Regions from separate parts of the Mus musculus genome. Here all the other regions are linked to region 3. The links are chromatin contacts, called in public Hi-C and HiChIP or PLAC-seq maps. All regions are on one chromosome and are shown on one strand. The core of a region is the stretch at or near the end of the contact, and the rest is flanking DNA. Distances in the headings are between cores, read along the strand shown.

Region 1 (4,445 bases), core at 657-3,156, 1.4 Mb before region 3:
TTCTTGATGATAAGTGCTAGTCTTCTTAAAATAAATAATTGGTTTGGTGCCCAGATTCCGCTGAGACTAGTCTGTGCAGGTGAGAGTGTGGACTACAGAAGCTAACAGCTTCTGGGACAGGCAGAAGCCACAGACCTTCTGAAGCAGACCCCATTTCAGGCTCCAGACATCCAGGCACCTTCCCTGCCAGAGCAGAGGTGTCCACACCGCACAGGAAGGCTTTGCCACAGCACCTGGGGGAGCCATCCTGGTTTCCGGATCCCACCAAGACTAGTCTGCATAGGTGAGAGTTTGGACTACAGAAGCTACACAGATTCTGGGACAAGCCCAGTTTCGGGCCTTCATCTTCTGCCAGGATGCAGGTCCAAGTGCCAGATATCTGTCCACCTGCCCTGCAAGAGGAGAGCTGGTGAGGATGTGGAGAAAGAGGAACACTCCTCCATTGTTGGTGGGATTGCAAGCTTGTATAACCGCTCTGGAAATCAGTCTGTTGGTTCCTTGGAAAATTGGACATAGTACTACTGGAGAATCCTGCAATACCTCTCCTGGGCATATATCCAGAAGATGTTCCAACTGGTAAGAAGGACACATGCTCCACTATGTTCATAGCAGCCTTATTTATAATAGCCAGAAGCTGGAAAGAACCCAGATGCCCCTCAACAGAGGAATGGATACAGAAAATGTGGTACATTTTCACAATAGAGTACTACTCAGCTATTAAAATGAATGATTTTATGAAATTCCTAGGCAAATGGATGGACCTGTAGGGCACCATCCTGAGTGAGGTAACCCAATCACAAAAGAACTCACACAATATGTACTCACTGATAAGTGGATATTAGCCCAGAAACTTAGAATACCCAAGATATAAGATACAATTTGTGAAACACATGAAACTCAAGAAGAATGAAGACCAAAGTGTGGACACTTTGCCCCTTCTTAGAATTGGAAACAAAACACCCATGGAAGGAGTTATAGAGACACAATTTGGAGCTGAGACAAAAGAATGGACCATCTAGAGACTGCCATATCCGGGGATCCATCCCATAATCAGTTTCCAAATGCTAACACCATTGCATGCACTAGCAAGATTTTGCTGAAAGGACCCAGATATAGCTGTCTCTTGTTTGCCTATGTCGGGGCCTAGCAAACACAGAAGTGGATGCTCACAGTCAGCTATTGGATGGATCACAGGGCCCCCAATGGAGGAGTTAGAGAAAGTAACCAAGGAGTTAATGGGATCTGCAACCCTATAGGTAGAACAACAATATGAACTACCCAGTACCCCCCAGAGCTCGTGTCTCTAGCTGCATTTGTATCAGAAGATGGCCTAGTCGGCCATCTTGGAAAGAGAGGCCCATTGCTCATGCAAACTTTATATGCCTCAGTACAGGGGAACGCCAGGGCCAAGAAGTGGGAGTGGGTGGGTGGGGGAGTGGGTCAGGGAGCGTGTGGGGGACTTTTGGGATAGCATTGGAAATTAAATGAAATAAATACCTAATAAAAATAAAATTAAAAAAGTAATGAAAATAAATAAATAAATAAAATTTTAAAAATTCTGTCAATAACTAATAATTCAGAGATAACAATTGGGGCCTCCTCCACTCTTCTAAATTACTTAAGGTGTTCATCTCATGATAAATATCTATAATTGTTTTGAATTAATGCATTTTGCTGTCCTTTATTGCATCTTCCTGCTTTTACACACTACCTGCTCAATACTTGTCAATGTCTCCTGGCCCACAAAGGGGCAGTAACTCAAGATTCTGCAGGGCATGTTCTGAATCCACAGTCAAATGATTTGCAAGACCCAGAAGAACTGCTGATAATCCTTTCAGAACTAGTCCCCAGGATGAACTGCACCTGGAACTTACACATATGACCACCAGATGGCACCCTTGATCTTCTCATGAACCCCTGTCTCCAGATCTCACAATCCATCTCACCTCGACGTATGAGAAGCAATCGGGGTTTACTGTAAATGGTGGAGCTTTGCTATATAACATGCCCTGGTGACTTCTTACAGTCACAGAAGGTATCTGTCTAAATATCTGCCAGTGCTTCTCTGGGATAACTGGTGATACTAGGCTTCAATAACCATAGCATGTATTTGCAGATGGCAGTACCCTCCCCTACCACAACTTCTTTCTTTTCCTAGATCCACCAGGAAGTCCTCAATGAGAACTTTCAGTAAATGTAAGTAGTGTAAAATTAACCACAGTGAAAGACAGGAACTTCTCAGAGTAGCAGAGAGAGAGAGAGAGAGAGAGAGAGATCATAGTTTACATTTTTTCAAAACCTCATATTCCCTTGCAGAAACTGCTTATAAAATGCTGCTTTTATGTTTAGAGTTCTCCCTAAAAGCTATGTGACAAAGCACTTATTTCCCAGTGCTTTTCCACAGCACTTGGTAGTTCTGCTAATCAATGTTAATGTTTTCCAATTGTCCTCAGTACGACAATTATGTGTGCCCTTTGTGAGAACAAAGTGGGGTATTTCCACGTTTGTTAGGATCTCTTGTCCCTGTCTTGGAGTATGAGTCACCTATCTATACATTTCCTTTCATCTGGAGATTTCAGCTGATCTAATCACGACAAATATGGTGTTCAGTTGGTTTATGGAGTTAACTATCATTTCAAACTTCTAGTGTTCTGGGCATATGGTATTTCTATATAACAGAGTGTAGTGGAAGAGTCAGAATAAGAAAGAAGAGAAGCTGTTCTAAAGACAGAAAGTATGAAAAAGCCACAGAAATCCACACTGAATATGACCAGGATTGCTGAAAAGTCTAGAGAAAGGGAGAAGAAAAGAACAGTAACAAAAGTAGCCAAAACATTCTTGAAAAATGTCAGGAGTAGTACCACATAGCTTCTGGTCTCACTGTTACAGGTGCATAACTGAAGTCAGTAATATTTCCAGGTTATTATGCCCTGGAACAAAGATTTGAACTGAGGCACATGGATAGTAACAGAAAGGGAAACAGACAAGGAAGATGTTCACTTAAGGAGAAAAACAATTCCAAGTTCACACTATACCAGAACTGGAGAGAGACCAAAGCACATAAATGATTAATAAAAACAGAATTTCTGAGTCCCTTGTTCTGAAGATGTTCCCTATAAGGCTAAGTTTCCATAACCCTATTCTCTTCACCTTCACCAACTGTGGGTCTCTGTGATAATTGCAATCTACTGTATAAAGAAGCTTCTCTGAGCACAGTTGAGAGATGCACTAAACTGTTCTGCAAATTGAATTCAGATCCTCATTCTTTTAAAGCAAGCATTTTATTGACTAAGCCATCTTTCCAGAATCATATATATTCATTTCAATTAGGAAGTAAATAACTGCCTGGGAGTTTAATGTATCACTTAAGTCCCCAAATTTTTCCAACTTTATATACTAACGTGAGTTCAGTGTCTTAAAGGCATAATAATTCTGTGCTAATATCCACTTATCAGTGAAAGGAAAGGGAATAGCATTTGAAATGTAAATGAAGAAAATATATAATAAAAAGGATTTTAAAAGTTATAATAATTCATTATATGTTGTATGAAAAGTGGAAAGTGTCTGCTATGATGGTTTGAATGATATATGTCCTCCTTAGGATGTCGTATCTAAACTCGTTGTTGGTACTGTTTGGGAAAGGGTATAACATCACAGGAAGAAGCATAATATTTAGAGTTGACATGGAGAAGTCATATGCTTGTCTGTTTTGAGTTCACTTGTTCTGCTTCATGTGTGCAGAAGGTGTGATCTCTCAGCTTCCAACACCTGCCTCCATACATGTTGTTTAGAGCCAAATGTTCTTTCCACAGAAGTGTCTAATATCTCTGGATCACTAAGTCCAAATTAACTCTCTCTTTCTTAAGTCACTTTGGGTGACAGTATCATAACAACAGAAATATAACCAAAACAGAAGTCAGTACCAAGAGTAGGAACAGAACCTGACTGTATAGTTTTTCTGAAGTAAGTGGAAGACCTTGACACTTTGGACTAGAAAAGTGTTTTGATGCTTTGAGCAAAATTATCAGACCATTCTGATAGGAACCTAAAACATAGTAGTGCTGAGAGCAAAGTGCACTGAAGACTACCAGCTCAAGAGGTTTAAGATTTGAACAATATTAACAATTAAGCTAGAGGCCATTCCTGTGCTGTTTTATTAAATAATTTGGCTACCATCTACCCCTGTCCAAAGAACTTGGCTGAAGATAAAGAGGAAATGGGGCCTACACATTACAGCCTGTGTGCCTCCCAGGAGATCCTCAGTAACCAAAGACACAGGTGAAAATCTTGCCCAAATATGCACACCAGCTGGGATAACCAGGGACCCAGCTGATATGGGACAGACCCCCTCCCCATCCCCTGAGCTCCACTTTTCTTCTGATCTGCTTTCTACTTGAGTCAGATCAGCTGACTGATACCTGCCCACACACTGAAGCCTGCATGCC
Region 2 (4,558 bases), core at 1,679-4,178, 1.2 Mb after region 3:
GGCAGTGCCGGGGAGTCTGAGGGTGGGAAATGACTGGTTATTGGGTATAGAGTTGTGTACTTCAAAGTGGTGACGCTGGGGCCAGAGACATGGCTTGGGGTGAAAGTGTTTGCCATACAAGCCTCGTGATCCGAGTTCAGTCCCCTGAGGATCCAAGTTCAGTGCCACAGTAGAAGGAGAGAACTGACTCCTTTAAGTGTCCTCTCACAAGCCTGCTGCAGGATACGCATCCATGCATTAAAAGCAGCAATCCCCTCACTTCATAGAGTGGACCGAAATCACAGCTCACACTGCTAAAGTTCTCAGCACGGGGCAAGCATTCTAAGCCCAGGCAGCCGTGTGTCCTCTCTTCCCAGTATAAGGTGGGATTTCTAGGGTTGATCATTTTATGCGATTCTGTACCTCCCACCTGCTTCTCTGTCCTTTCAAAGGAAAGCCGGATCAGGCTCCATAGACAGGGAGGCCTTTGGCTGCTGCAGGAGAGGATCAAGAAGGCTCCAGGCAGTGGGGAAGAGGCAGCCCAGCTGTCCAGGTTGGACGCCCTGCTGGGCATTCTCCAGGGCAGGCCAGGTTCCAAGCTATTTCTGGAGTTTTCACTAGGCTCATGCCCTGGCTTGCCCTGGAGTCAGCCTTGCTCAGAGTAGCTCTGTACAAACCTCAAGGAGTTAGGAGTGGGCTGCCATGGGAGGGGCCAGGATGCCTAGGACAGTGAACTCCTGCGTGAACCACTCCAGCACACACTCTCCACTTAACTCAAACTCTGGGGACTCAGTTTGCACCCTGACAAAAATGGGAACAAAGGCAGACTTGCAGTGAAGGAGGAAGAGAAGGAGAGAGGAGAGACAGAAAGACTAACAAGCAAGGCCTTAGGGAAGGGCCTGCCTGACCCAGGATAGGAAGGTGAGGCTTGAATTAGGCCTGTGGCCACACCCACTTCCTGTCCTGCCTAGGCCTGAACTCCACATGCAGTGTTTTACCCCAGCTCAGAAATGTGAAGAAACTTGCCCAAACTCACACAGCCAATGACAAACCCCAGGCAGGGCAGTGACCTCATAACTTTCTGTAGATGTAATCACTATGTCTGTGTCTTCTCAATTAGTTGGCCCACAGTCAGGGTTCAGGATTGCAAAGCGCATCATGCTATGTGTGTAATTCTCACCCAGACCCTTTGCTAGTCATCTATGTTCCTCTTGGTGCCACAAAAGTATCTAAGGAGTTTCGGATTATTTCCCATCAGTCCTTACTGAGGGCCATTCTGCGTCTGTCCAGTTCTTGCTTGCTGCAAATCACTGAAGCACGGAGGCACCTGTCATTTTGCCTAAAGTGAGGTAGCTGGAGGAGAGAGTGTGTGTGTGTGTGCTCATAACAATGCCTATGCTGGCTCTGCTGGCCAGAGTCCACCTGAGTGACACCACCCTATCCTGCTCCACCCCCAGCACAATACACAGCAAATGGCCAACAGATGTTGGCTTTGATCATCTTGATTCTGCAAGTTTCGGCCACCCTGACATTTTTGTGCCTGTGCTAAGCATCTCATTTGCCCGACACATTCCACTGGGGAAGATAATAAACTGCTTAATAAGACACCTCACGCATAATATGGAACAGACGCTACTGAGAAAAACAGGACACTCGGGGAGAGATCAGGCTACAGGAAGCTAGACGACGTGGAAAGAAATGAGGCAGTGGTGTAACTCATCTAGTAGATTGCTCTCTTAGCACAAACCAAGCCCTGGGTTCTATCCCGAAAATGGCACAGAACTGGTGTGCCAGTGGCACATGCTTGTCATCCGAGGAGGCAGATTTAGGAAGACGGAGAGTTCAAGACCAGCCTGGTCATACATAGTAAGATTGAGGCCAGCTTGGGCCATACAAGAGTTGGAGTAGGGAGCATGACACAAAGACAGATGGACAAGCACAGCTCCCCCAGAGCCAGAATGAGGCTCAGAGGAAGAGTAGTTCCCTTCATAAGAGATCCTCCATCGAGTCGGTGATTCCCTGTGTCAAGGACTGAAGACTTCTGCATAGTTAAGTCTGTGCCTTTGAGCAACAGCCTCAACTTCACAGAACCTCAGATTCCCCACCTACGAAACGAGATCAACAACAGGGGGGTAGGTAAGAGTCCAGCCTAAATTAGATGCTCTACTTGGGAGGGTCTGACCCTGCACCCAACTCTCAAGTCCAGTTCCAGCAACTCTGGCTTAGAGGTACCACACACACACACACACACACACACACACATCCACATGACTTCCAAGGCCTTTGGATCCGCAGTCCTAGGGACTCAACCCTGCCCTGCAGTCCTAGGGACTCAACCCAGGGAGGCCCTCTGAGAGGGCAGCACTGGGAACTGGGACTCTGTAGAACCCTGTAAGGCAGAAAAGTTGCGAATGGGGAGGGAATGGTATATGTCCTGAAGGGGAACTCCAAGGGCCGGTAGGGCACGGGTAGCCTAGCCCTGGGATCCCCTGAGCCACGTCTTCCCAATAAGCCCCTTAAAGAGTAACCCGCGGGGTTCCTCTGATCGGCCAGGAGCGGGAACTGCAGAGTGGGAAAGGGAAACAGCCTGGATCCTTTGCTGGCCCCCTGGGCTGGACACTAGACACGAACTCTCCTCTGTCGACCCCCTGTACTGAGACTCTTGCCCGGGTTAATGCGTGGGCACTGCCCCGGGACCCTCCGCCTCCTACCCCCATGCTCACCTGCAGCCCACGTCCAGAGGAATCCCGCTCCTCGCCGGCTGCCGAGGCTGACAGCTGGTGGTCCCTGCAGACCTGAGAAGGCTACTACGTGTGAAGACCGGCGAGCTCTTCCGAGTGGGACGCCCTGGCTGTCCCACGATTCCCTCCGGGAGAACGTCCCTGGGGCCCCAGAGGAAAGGGAAGTGAGCCCGCCGTCCCCGTTGCTGCAATGGTTCGCCCCGGACTTCCTGATTGGCCCGTCGCTTCCGTTCGAACGGCGCGCCACCCGGGTTGCCAGGCAACATCAGGAGCCGCAGATGCAGCAGGGCGACTGCTGCCCGGAGCCCAGCTGGCCGCTTGGCCTTCCGGCTGCCCAGGCCTTGGCAGACCTTTCTTCTCTTCCAGCTGGACTTCCTCGGTCTCCAGCTGCAAGAGTTACTAGTCCCAAATTTGTTTGCTTGGTTTTGCACAGGCACTAGTACCAATATTTTTGGGGTTTTGAGGCAGGGCCTTCACACATAACTAGCCTAGCCCAGGCTGGCCACAACCTCCTTAGTACTAGGATTATAGGTCTATGCCATACCTAGCTTTCTCTCCCTTCACTTTTTTCTTTGGAGGCAGGGTCTCACCAAGTTGCCCAGGCTGACTCGGAATTCATGCGTTTTGCCCAAGTAGTCCTCACACTTGCTGCCTGACTTAAGTCTCCCCATGAGTTGGTACTAAGTGACCACCCCCCAAACTAGGCCCTACTTCCAACTCAGCAGCTACCTCTCTGTGTGTTTACCCACAATCCTCTCTCCCTCTCTGTTCCCCTAACCTGAAATGGCAAGTCAATCCTCAAACGGGCACACCCGTAGCTCCCACTGTGCTTATCAAAACCAGATCAATTATAGACGTCGATCCTGGGAAAGAAGCTGAATCGAGCTTTCTACATAATTCTTGTCAGGACTCATGACCCAGCTCTGAGGTACCTACCTTCAACGCCGCTTTCCAGCTGGGAATACCATGCATTAACTTACAACGATTAGATTAAACGACATTTAAGAACAATGGGAGAATGCTAAGGAAGTGTCATGTTTTAAGCATACTTCAAAACTCTCTGTACAGCATAGATAGATATTAAATACATAACCATACTATTTAAATAAACATAGCCTATTTACAATAACAAACAGCAACTAATTCCTTTACACTTAAAAGATAATACTTTTATTCATTCATTGAGAATTTAATACATAAACACAGTGTATTTTAGTCGTATTTACCGCACTCTCTCCCCTTAACTCCTCCTACACCCACCCTCTCTTCCTCCTGTTTTTGTTTTTTTAAAAGGCACCAAGTCTAATCTGCTGCAACCCTTTAAAAAACTGACTTTCCTTCCCCCAGAAACATTCAGCTATAACTAACTAGCTCCTCCAGTGGGGGCTCATAGCCTCTCCCCTCTCTGTACTGAAATGTTAACTGGCTTGATCATGTACAGACAACCACAGCTGCTGTGGTTTGCCGGCGCAGTGGCCCTGAAGTGCCCACAAGAGTCTGTTTTACTCTGGTCCTCTCTGACCTCTGGCTCTTACAGTCTTTCCGTCCTGATTTGATACATATTTCACACCGGTGGCAGAGCCCTCCACAGACTCTTATTCCCAGCCCCTCGACCAGTTGTGCTGTCCATGGCACAGAAAACCTTCTCTGATGGCGTCTGTAAGCTGCATTAGTTTTATGGATATAGAGTGAATTTAGAAGGCAGTTTGATAGTGTGACCATTTAGCAAATAATAGCAGTAGGTTCACCCTGGGACCAGTAGGCTCCCTAACCATGGGTTCTTGGCCAGATTTGCAATACCAGACATGCACATCCTCCTGTGGAACAAGCTGTAAGTC
Region 3 (4,998 bases), core at 1,109-3,608:
AGAGAAGCCGGCAGTATTGCCTGGAATTTGGGGAGCTTCAGTTTTCTCCACTTCTGAGTTAACAACTGTAGAGAGTACAGATCGTCAGAGGAATAGGGTCAGTTCCCCTATTCCATGCCAAAGTAGCTGAACCTTCCCCACATATTAGGTATATAATCTCAGTCAGATCAGAAAAGTCTTTGAACAACTGTTTTGAAGCAGGTCAGCCAGTGTTGAGATTACAGGCATGGCTAGCTCTTTGGAAACCTGTAGTCTGTTCCCCTGGACTGTGGAAGTGTCATGAGGGCACATACACTGAGAAGACTTCTGAACTGCCAAATCACTCTCAAGGAGGTTCCATTAATCAGAGTCCCCAGCCTCCAGCCTAGCAGGAGCCCCACAGCCCTGCCATCAGGGGCTGAAATTTGATCTTGCTGACTTGAGAATCCCAAGGAAAAAGTGTGGAATGAATTCCAAATCAGAGCAAGAGTAGGGGAAAACATTCCAGTGTGTTGTCTCCCAAGAAGTCTGCCACTGAGTAGAGGTTGAGGTAAATTAACTTTGGAATCATCAAACCAGGAACAACTTAATTTGCCTTTTCTAGAACTGGCACTGGAATGCAGGGTATCCATTGTGCAAACCACACTATTACTGAGCTACACCTCCAGTCCTACACCTGGACTTTTATGACATCCCCTGTGGCAACCTTTATCTCCATAAGCAGGACCGTCTGCATCCCCATCAGCTAACCTAAAGAGGCAAATGAAGGCAAGTCACTGACCTCACTATGTGGGGAAAGCGTCTCCACAACAAGGGAAGGCAGTTCTTCTGGGGCCAAGGGAGTTTACAGGAGGCAGCACTGTATATCGATGACCAGAGGGTCTCATCCCAGAGCTCCCTGGGAAAGAGTGCCAAGCGGCAGCTTTGAAAGCTGCTCCCCACATATGGTGAAGGGTTATGTGTCTCTGTCAGAGAGGCTGATCTCTAGCTATAGGGTATTCCTTCAAAAACTATATATATTCATGTATGAATGTATGTCTGTATAATTTTATGATAGCTTGGTGTCTGGTTATGTAGGAGTCAATTGGATTAAAGTTTTACTTAGGTAGGTTGAGTCCTGCCTTGTTAAAAAAAAAAAAAAAAAAAAAAAACCACCCACCCTTTATCTGGAAAACAAACATTTGCCAAAACTGCCTGAAGGGAAGGTTGTCACAGAGGACTAAGGTCATGCTGAACCTCCTCTTACAGTTTGCTAAGAGAAAAGTTCTTTTACAGTCCAAGACTACTGTTATTTGCAATTCCTGTATGCCTTTTTATTGCTACCTGCCTGATACATATTATTGAAATTATAATGTATTCTTATATAAAACCATTTGTTTCTGCAATTTATGTTGCTGTAAACACTCCTAACTAAACTCCCTTAATGATTAAGGGATTCAGAGACCACTCTGAGATGGTCCCCTAGGCAGGCAGTGTTGCCTCCTGACCTATAAACGGTAAGAAATTTGGGCTGGCCTAAACCCTTTCAGAACCTCAGCTTGCTTCCCTGCTCACCAATGAAATGTTTCTCCTTCTTCTCCTTGTGCATGGCTGACTTCTTTCTGGATGGAATTTTTCTTTAACAACCAGAAAGGTTGTGATTGATAGTAGCCTCTGCCCATCCTTGGAGAGAATGCTGTATACTTAATTTGCAGCAGATTTTTTGTGTTTGTCACTGCAGCCTAGACTGGCGATTTGTATTTTGAGGAGTTCCATGCAGTTTGTTCTCCAGAGCTGAAGTGGTGTCATGGAGGCACAAACATTGATATGACTTATGAATTTTTAGTTTTTGCACAAACAACGTTTTTTTCTTGCGTGTGTTTTCAGAACCACCTGTCAGCTTGGCGACGAGTCCCAGCAGGTATTGGGGGCTGTCTGTCAAGCGTGTGCACACTTCTCTGAACGTTTAACAGAGCTCAGCTACACCTGAGCACCCAATGCAGTCCTAAAAAGGGCATCTGGTGATTCTGTGCAGAGCCAGTCCCTGCAGCCCCGGAAACTCCAGGAAGTCCCTGAATGGCAAGAGTTTGCCTTCCAGTGTGGCAGGCGCAGCCACTGGTTCGGTTTCTACTTTTGCCTCATAAAAGTGGTAAATCTTAGGTATGGGGAAGCTGCAGTCCGGTTTTTCCAGCCCCAGACACACCAGTAAAGGAATAAACCATTTCCCCTCGAGCGTCCACGTTCTCTTCCCGGCTGAAACAGCCTGATTGACGGGCTCTTTCTCCGAGGCTCCGCCTCCAGATCAGCCCACGCCCATCCACAGGGCCCGGCCCTCTCGCAAAGCGCAGGCGCAATCCGTATGAGCCGGCCTCCGCTGCAGTCCTTGGCGCCAGAGACACCGCAGCATCCCAGCGCTAGAGTCTTCTCTGCTCGCTCCAGGGCCGTACCCTGTCCTCTGCCTCTTCTGGCGCCATGGCGAAGCCGTTGACGGACAGTGAGAGGCAGAAGCAGATCAGCGTGCGTGGCATCGCGGGGCTGGGCGACGTGGCCGAGGTGCGGAAGAGCTTCAACAGACACCTGCATTTCACGCTGGTCAAGGACCGCAATGTGGCCACGCCCCGCGACTACTTCTTCGCTCTGGCACACACAGTTCGCGACCACCTAGTGGGCCGCTGGATCCGCACGCAGCAGCATTACTATGAGCGGGACCCCAAGGTGAGCAGCCCGCCCTCCCTGGGAGGGAGACCGAGCCCAGGGCAGGGCGGGTCCCGCCCCCCCCCCCCTCCCAAGTATCGCCCACGGGCCTGGTCCCTGTTGCACCACGGTCACCTGCGACCAATGAAGAGACAGTAGAGTTATGCATCCTCCTTCGAAGGACCGGTGCATACCCTCTCTTTCGGGTTTCGTTTTAATTGAGACCCATCCCCCTGCTCCCCGGCCCGCAGTCCCCAGTCCCTAAGTATGGCTTTGAGTGGCCCCTTGTCTTCCACCGCAGTCAGTCCCCCACCGGTACGTTGTCTGGAATCTGGCTGTATGGAGCCAGGCCTCTGCCCACGGCGGAGTTGCGCATCCCAGAGAAGTGCTCTAGGGGTCTGCTCTTGCCGGCGGATTTTCCGGCTGTTTTCCAGCTGTGGACTTCCGAGATGGCTTCAGAGTTCATGCTTCCTCTACTCCCCCACTCCCCTCCCCCTTTTGTTTTTCTGCAGCCCCGAGCGAAGAAGATGGGGGACTGGAACTAGATCCGGTAGTTTTATGAGTCGGAAAGGGGTGAGATCAGTAATCTGCAGGGAATTGCCCCGCCCCGTGCTCCCCACCCTACCCCCTACTCCGAGACTGATGAGAAGAAAATCACTTGTAATGCCTGCCTGAAACAGGAGAGGGTCCGAAACTCAAAGATGGAATCCTCGTGGGGAAGGCTGCCTTTGAGGTTTCCACCTTGACAAAACTTGTTAGCAAGTTGCTTTAGAAGTTGTAGCATTTTTTCTGTTTTGCAAACCTTTATTCTTAGTAGGAAAACAAAATACACTGAACGGAGCCTTTGACAGTTCTCACCACCCCAACCCCCAAAACTTCTCAGCTCTGTCTGCTGGACTGCTAACTCTGTGCAATTAAGCTGGCTTCAAACCCACGGAAACCCACCAGCCTCTGCCTCCAGAGTGCTGGGATTATTAAGGCGTGTGCCAGCTCCACCAGGTCCCCCAGTCCTCCTTATTCTGTTCCGTTTATGTTTCCAGGTAATTGCTGTTCCTAAATACACAGGTATGCATATTTGTATGCTGCACAATTTTGTGGCTTTTATTTCATCCGAAACCATTTGTGGCTTCACTCATAAACAGGGCTCTGGGTCAGTAATACATACTGGTGCTTTTAAGCTTATGCAGGTATCATATTTTTACACATCCCCTGTTGCAAGAATTTCTCTCTCTCTCTCTCTCTCTCTCTCTCTCTCTCTCTCTCTCTCTCTCTCTGCATTTGGTATGGAGAATTCTGCCTATCTTGTATTAAGACAGAGTGAAAACTAGCAAGGAAAAAACTCTTGCCTATCTGGGGCCAGTTAGTGATGATCTGATTTGCCATAGAAATCTGGGCACCCAGCTGGGCGGTGGTGGCGCACGCCTTTAATCCCCACACTTGGGAGGCAGAGACAGGCAGATTTCTGAGTTCAAGACCAGCCTGGTCTACAGAGTGAGTTCCAGGACAGCCAGGGCTATACAGAGGAACCCTGTCTTGAAAAACAAACAAACAAACAAAAAAAGCCAAAAAAACCAAACCAAACAAACATACAAAAAAGAAATCTGGGCACCCAACAGCTGTCTTAGTGACAGAGCTTTTTAGAGTAATTTTTTTATAGGGCATTAAAGTATATTTGATAATTGCTAAGAGTAAAAATTAATTGCTTTCCAAACTCATTCTGGGGCTTTTTCCCTTCCTGAAATAAAGATGCTGAGGACAGGCTGTTAGAATGCTAGTTGGGCTTCTTCATAGTTAGTATGCAAGGCAGCTTCTAAAGAAGTGGCCCCAAATGGCTAAAACAGGTTATTGCAACAAGGGCTTGGGATCACTGCCAGGGAAACTGGCCAGGAGCAGCGGCTCCCCCAGAATGCCTTGTTAGTAGAAGAGCTGTGTTGCTCAGATTCACTGGTGTTGTTCAAATAGTGGATGACAAGGGATCCAGCTTTGCCTGCAGTTCAAGGTCATTTCTCAGGAGTTGGAGGACACTGTAGGACTCCTGTTGTGGTGAGTCCAGAGATTAAGGAAATGACTCTCTGGGCAGCAATCTACCCAACAGGTACGATGGTGTGTTCCTGTAGACTCAGCTGCCCCAGAGTTTGAGGTACCCTTGGCACAATCCCCTGTCTCATTTAGGAGACAGGAGAGATAGCCCAGCATAGCCCAGCTTTGGGTGTTTGATACCCTGGTTTTCAGTGTTTGTCTGAGTAACTGATGCTGACAGTCAGCCAGTTCACCTCTCTGCACCATGTGAAGAATGTACTTCCAACAAACCACGTCAGAGCCATCCCAGGCTCTGGCAGTGAGTGC

Evidence for each region. A called contact is a pair of places that touch in the nucleus more often than the background predicts. HiChIP or PLAC-seq counts read pairs in DNA pulled down with a chosen protein or histone mark.
Region 1: an H3K4me3 HiChIP or PLAC-seq map of pro-B cells shows a contact between it and region 3, with 6 times the contacts expected there. The contact joins the enhancer-like site here to the promoter of Pygb in region 3. A contact is called at or near these places in 4 of 39 promoter capture datasets (the 3T3-L1 cell line, hippocampal neurons, liver and 1 more), 2 of 484 Hi-C or Micro-C datasets (both in B cells) and 2 of 115 datasets of contacts at active chromatin or transcription factors (large pre-B cells and pro-B cells).
Region 2: a Hi-C map of B cells shows a contact between it and region 3, with 9 read pairs. The contact joins the promoter of Fam110a here to the promoter of Pygb in region 3. A contact is called at or near these places in 2 of 39 promoter capture datasets (embryonic stem cells and pre-B cells), 1 of 484 Hi-C or Micro-C datasets (B cells) and 1 of 115 datasets of contacts at active chromatin or transcription factors (pancreatic cancer cells).

What each region holds. Positions count from the first base shown.
Region 1 is chr2:149,348,540-149,352,984 of GRCm38.p6, forward strand. No RefSeq gene overlaps it. Among named protein-coding and RNA genes, the nearest start is that of Cst10, 54 kb to the right of the region's middle. Within about 2 kb of position 1,907, at least 3 of the 459 cell types and tissues checked have an H3K27ac peak or open chromatin away from gene starts, as enhancers often do. A contact at or near this core is called in pro-B cells, where this site is marked.
Region 2 is chr2:151,977,291-151,981,848 of GRCm38.p6, forward strand. It overlaps Fam110a (family with sequence similarity 110, member A), which reads right to left and starts at 2,929. Exons shown (of 2, transcript NM_146127.3): 1 at 2,703-2,929.
Region 3 is chr2:150,784,438-150,789,435 of GRCm38.p6, forward strand. It overlaps Pygb (brain glycogen phosphorylase), which reads left to right and starts at 2,359. Exons shown (of 20, transcript NM_153781.1): 1 at 2,359-2,673. The coding sequence starts at 2,431. Gm30141 (a long non-coding RNA gene) reads right to left here and starts at 2,315. Exons shown (of 3, transcript XR_375102.4): 1 at 1,534-2,315; 2 at 1-65.